2 separate regions of the Anas platyrhynchos genome follow, and region 1 is linked to region 2. The links are chromatin contacts, called in public Hi-C maps. All regions are on one chromosome and are shown on one strand. The core of a region is the stretch at or near the end of the contact, and the rest is flanking DNA. Distances in the headings are between cores, read along the strand shown. Region 1 holds the start of PACS2 (phosphofurin acidic cluster sorting protein 2). Region 2 overlaps PACS2 (phosphofurin acidic cluster sorting protein 2).

Region 1 (2,700 bases), core at 38-2,537, 54 kb after region 2:
GGACACGGCGCAGCGCTCACCCTGCGGGCAGAGCGACCCCGCTGCAGGAGCCGCAGCCCCGGCTGCTTCTGCCTTCAGCTCGGGGCACCCAAACCCTCTGGGCACTTTGGGGACATCGCGGCCCCGCAGCACAGCCCTCGTGGAGGGATGGGCACCGGGACCCGCTGCCATACGGAGCAGCCCCCGTCCTCACGCTGCGTTTCGGGGTCATCCCCAGAGCTGCAAAGCGAGCACGCCGGGTCGGGAGCTCGCTTCCAGATCTGCAGGTATCAGCAGAAATGGAGATGCGGGACCCAAAGTCCTTGACGGTGACGGGCGCTCATCGGGGGGGGGTTATTTTATTTTAGGGACCACTGTTATAAGGCTGAGGGGATGAAAACCCCGCTACCTTGCTGTCCCATGGGCGAGAAGGGTTTCAAAGCAGCCTTACAACAAGGGGTCTGTGCCCTCTGCACAGCACAACACGGATTCATGCTGGAGCCTGGCACCCCAAAAAAAAAAACCAAAAGCTCCCCAGCTGCTCCCACCCCCTCCTATAGGGGCACAACCCCCAAATCCCCCCCGTAGGATGCGGTCAGGGAGCGGGAGCACCTGCAGCTGTAGGGCTGGCTGCAAACCCCAGGGTTTTTCAGACCCGCTGCAGGGCTCGCTCACCCCAAAATGCAGGATTTAAGGTTTTTTCCCCCAAAATTTAGGTTTTTTGCCCCAAAACCCCCCTCCGGTCAGGGCAGGGCTGCAGGGTGCGGGTGGCGCAGGACATAGCGGGATGGGGCGGGTGGAGAGCTCCCGGGCTGCTGGGGGGGGGTAACCCAGCGGGAAAATGGGGTGAAAAACGGGGAAATAGGGCAAAAGCAACGGGAACGGCACGGGAACGGAACGGGAACGGCACCGGTAACGGGCACCGGGAGGGGAAGGGAGGGGAAATGAAGGGAAGGGAGAGGGAAAGGGGAAAAAGGGGAAAGGGAGGGGATGGGGAAGGGGGCAGGGAGGGGACCGGGCACCGCCACGGCCCCGGGGACCCTAAAACGGGAGCTGGGAGGGGCGGTGGCGGCGGGGCTGGGCTGGGCTCGGCCGGGAGCCGTTACCTGGGGACGCAGCTGGGGCTGGAGCCGTCGATCTCCCAGGTGGCGAACAGGTTCATGGGCACCGGGCGGCCCAGCGCCCCCGCGCCCCCCGGGAAGCTGAGGCGGCCCCGCTCCGCCGCCGCCGCCATGGCCGCGAGCACCGGCCCCGCGCCGCCCGCCCCGCGCCGCGGCGTCACGTGGAAGGGGGCGTGGCCTAGGGGGAGTGGGCGGGGCCTCGCAGGCGGTGGGCGTGGCCTCGCGGTGTCTAAAGCCACGCCTGTGCTCGCTGAGGCCACGCCCACCGCCCCCTAGGCCACGCCCACCCGCCCCGGCTGCGCCCAAACCGGAAGTCGCCTCCGTCTCTCCCCCACCGGAAGTCGCTGCCGCAGCTTCCGGCCAGCTCAGTGCCGGCGGCGGCACCGGAGGAGGAGGAGGTGGTGCCCGGGCGCTGCGCGGCGCCCTCCTGTCCCGCCGCCATGGTGCTGCTCACCATGATCGCCCGCGTGGCCGACGGGCTGCCGCTGGCCGCCTCCATGCAGGAGGATGAGCAGGTGGGGTTCAAACAACGGGCGGGGCCCGCGGGGGTCCCGGGGCGGGGTGGGTGGGCGGTGCTGCCTGTGCAGGGGGGGTTAGGCCTGGCCGGGGGGTGCCCCTCAGCCGTGGTCCTCAGCCTGTGCCTCCTCTCTCTCTCCCTCCGCAGTCCGGCCGCGACCTGCAGCAGTACCAGAGCCAGGCGAAGCAGCTGTTCCGCAGGCTGAACGAGCAGTCGCCCACCAGGTGCACGCTGGAGGCGGGAGCCATGGCTTTCCAGTGAGTACCGGGGTGCCGAGGGGCAGCCCGCTGCCGCTCCTCCGTGTGTCTTTCAGCCTGTTTTGTAGCTCTGCCTTTGCTGAATGTAGTATGGGTTCTCCTCCCTTTAAGCATTCCCTGTTAGCTTGCGTCTTGTCTGCCTTCATTGGGTCCTCTCTACCTTCCACCCTTTCTACTTTCATTGTTTTCTCTCTACCTTCTGTCTTCTCTTATTAAAAAGATGCTCCACACCTTGCCCTTCTCTTTCAGTAAGTCTTTGGTAAAAGCAGCTTGGCGTTACCACCGTGAACCCCTTCTGCACAGGACTCCCCTCTCCATAAGAGCGTACCTCATAACACGTCCACTTGGGTCAAGGCACACGGGGCATCTCTGACTTATTTCTTCAGTATATTTGCCAAATGTGTTTTTCACACCTGCTACATTTGTCAAATGTGTTAACATTTAATTAATCTTCTTAAATATTGGAAAACGTTCAGCTTAAAAGCTCTTTTGGCTTTCTGCAGTAGCACATCAATAAGGTAACTCGAATATAAAGTAAGGAAAGCCTGCAGAGAATGTGGGTCAGGCACCCTTGGTCCCCAACGAATAGCAGTGGGACAGGGAAGGAAAGTAGGAGGAAGAATTCGCAGCCCATGAAAGGCAGCAGAGCAGGCTCATCTTTGAGAAGAGGAAATGCTTCTTTATGTGACCTGTAATTAGCAGAATAATTGTGGGAGAATTGATTCAAACCCAAGGTCTTGTCAAGTCTCAGAGCTATGCTACCAGCAGGAATCCATCTGCTAGAGAAGGAAGCCTCAGTGAGGCTGGGTGCTGTGTGGGGTGGCCA
Region 2 (2,700 bases), core at 23-2,522:
CAATATATATTACTTATATACGTACTGTCTCCCTACATACTCACTTGTTAAAATATCTTACACACCTCCTGCCTCCGACAAACATAACCGTGGCATTGTGACCTCCCTACAGGGACGCACCCTCCATTTCCCAGGAGCAGAGGGGATGTTAAGAGGACTGGAGACTGTTCATGACAAGCACACAGGACTGACATCGGAACACAAATCTGGCTGAACTGATACACAGGGCAACGTTCAGCACAGCGACCCTGAGGCCAGGTTTTCAGGAACACAGCCCATTCCTCTGCACGTGGCCAGCAGTGAGTGACTCCCACTAACTCGGTGCTTTGGCCTGCAGCAGAGACAGGCTGCGGGTCGGAGCACTTCAGCATCACGCTTCCTTCTCTGGAGTGAGAAGAAAGTGCTCCTGCTGCACCCCAAAAAGCAGGTGACAAGTTGGTTTGAACCCCTGTGGCTTGAGACAGTAACCAAGACACACTCACCCCGACAAAGGGAATGAACTTCTGCGAAGATTCTTCATCGGGGCTAGAGGCAAAGAGAAAAGAGTTGTTAGTAGCCCGCCTCCACGGGCACGATACTCACTTCATACGTCGCATTCCAGCATGCAGCGGGGACGGACAGTGTGCAAGCGCCAGTCCAAGGTCTCCTCTCACGGCCCCCTGCCAGCATGGGTGGGGAGGAGCACACAGCCTGCGGCACGCCTCTGAGGGGGAAGGCCCCTCGAGGGAAGCGTCTCCCTTGTGCTCGAGACAGAAACATGCTTTAGGGGCACAGCCACACGGGCTCCTGCCACGAGGAGACGGGCCTGTGGCACGACAGGGCGGGGAGCGGGGCGTTACTTACTAGTCCCTGCAGCGCTGCGCAGGCCGTCACGCCTGGGGAGGGAGTCATACCTTGCACAGCCCGGCATTGCTACAAGCAGTTTACAGCCTGCCACGGGGTTACAAGCCGTGACACGTGGTTACTGGGGCAGCACTAGCACGTACGGACACACACACACATCACACACATCACACACACGCGTGTGGATGCACGTTCCCTGCCACCGGGAGCTTGCAGCCACTGAGACAGGCCCCAGGGCGTACCGGGGGGGTCGGGACACAGCTGGAGGACAGCACACGGCTACACCAGGGCAGACAGCACGCACACGGTGCCTGGGGACAGCACGGCTTTCTGCAAGCCTCTCCTGCTCTGCTCCTGCCTCGGGATTTGGAAGATGGCGGGGTGACGACAACCGGGCCAGCCACGAAGGCCACAGCCACACCTAGCAGGAGCCAGGGAGAACCGACAACGACAGGAGGGGAGGATCCAAGCGAGGAGGAAGGCAGGCACGTGGGGCAGCACAGGGCTGCAGGAGCACAGCGCAAATATCTCACTGAAACGGGTATTTCTGCACCCTTTGCAGCACAGAAACGCACCAAAGTTGCCAACCACCCTGTGGCTACCAGGGGCTGCACAGTTTCCTCTAGGCCCTACGGAAGGAGTGGCACGTAACTGCAGGAAACGTGACTCAGAGGTGCTTTTGCCTCCTCTCCTGCCTCGCCTCCGCTCTGCCCCGAGATCTGCAGCCAAGCCGGGGGCTTTGCTTCCTTCCTGCCTTCAGCCCCAGGCACTGCATCTTCCCTCCTTCCCCCAGAGCACAGCAAGCAGAGCCCACCGTGTGGGGTTGGAAGCCAGAAAGGCCACATCTTTCCAACCACGGCTGCAGGTCCCCTGGCAAACAGATCTCTACGGACATGAGATTTCCAGCTCCTCTTCTGCAAAGGGCAAGGAGAACCACACACAGATGTTGGAGAAGCACGAACAGCAGCTCAGCTTTCTGCTCCTTTCTTCAGCTCCACGGGCCACGAAGCAGGCAGAAGAAGCAAGTCTGGGAGGGATGGAAGCACCATCGCGGTCTCGTCACCTCACAGCCGCTGGGTGGCTTTGCTCTGAGCTCTTGAAAAGCAAACCTTGCCCAATTCCAGCAAGGTAACTTGTTCCTGCTCCGCTGGGAGCTCAGACTCTCACCACAGAGAGCCGAGGGGCAGCTGTGAAATGAGTATTTTGCTTCAGCCACCACTTATCGCAGCTCACAGTGATGCACAGGCCGTCCCTGAAGGAATCCATCTGGATTTCAGCTGGGCTAGGCTAGTCCTGGCACACGTCTTCTTGGGATCTCTGATCTCACATGCATGCCTCTGAAAACACAGCTTATCAGAGCAGCTGCTCTTCACGCAGACCGAAGTACAGATGAGATAGCTGTGCTTGTTCTTCGCTTTATCTTTTATGCTCTTTCCAATTTCTTGTCCTTTGGGATCCCAAAACATTCATCCAGAATCCTCTCACCTTGGCCAAGGCCTTCCACCACAGCCCCTTATAATTTATAGCTAGACCCTAACCCTTGTCTGTGATTTTTCAACAGCATCGCTAATGGTTCTTCTCCATTTCTGAGGAATATAAAAAAAAGAGACCTGTGCAGAGAGGCTAGAAAGAAACTCTTCTTTATCTGGAATGGGTTTTGTCTAATTATTGGTACTGATTGAGCAAAATCCATCCACCTGAGATCAATCCTTCAAAGGTGAACTGTCCAGAAATAGACTCACATACTCCCTCCCCACCAGAAGAAATTAATTCAGATGGAACGAAGACACACGGGCAGATTTAGATGCTTTAAGACTCTTAGAAACAACAAGTCAAATCACCAGGAGTCACCCACCT

Evidence for each region. Hi-C and Micro-C count contacts between places; a contact is called where the count stands out from the background.
Region 1: a contact with region 2 is called in a Hi-C map of F5 follicle, with 1.8 times the contacts expected there. The contact joins the promoter of PACS2 here to the enhancer-like site in region 2. A contact is called at or near these places in 2 of 8 Hi-C or Micro-C datasets (F5 follicle and subcutaneous adipose tissue).

Annotation. Positions count from the first base shown.
Region 1 is chr8:16,497,650-16,500,349 of IASCAAS_PekinDuck_T2T, forward strand. It overlaps PACS2 (phosphofurin acidic cluster sorting protein 2), which reads right to left and starts at 1,288. Exons shown (of 24, transcript XM_072041685.1): 1 at 1,086-1,288. The coding sequence starts at 1,213. It overlaps SEC22B (SEC22 homolog B, vesicle trafficking protein), which reads left to right and starts at 1,431. Exons shown (of 5, transcript XM_027463699.3): 1 at 1,431-1,615; 2 at 1,765-1,874. The coding sequence starts at 1,541.
Region 2 is chr8:16,443,544-16,446,243 of IASCAAS_PekinDuck_T2T, forward strand. It overlaps PACS2 (phosphofurin acidic cluster sorting protein 2), which reads right to left. Exons shown (of 24, transcript XM_072041685.1): 19 at 483-525. Among named protein-coding and RNA genes, the nearest start is that of MTA1, 18 kb to the left of the region's middle. Within about 2 kb of position 1,273, at least 5 of the 8 cell types and tissues checked have an H3K27ac peak or open chromatin away from gene starts, as enhancers often do. A contact at or near this core is called in F5 follicle, where this site is marked.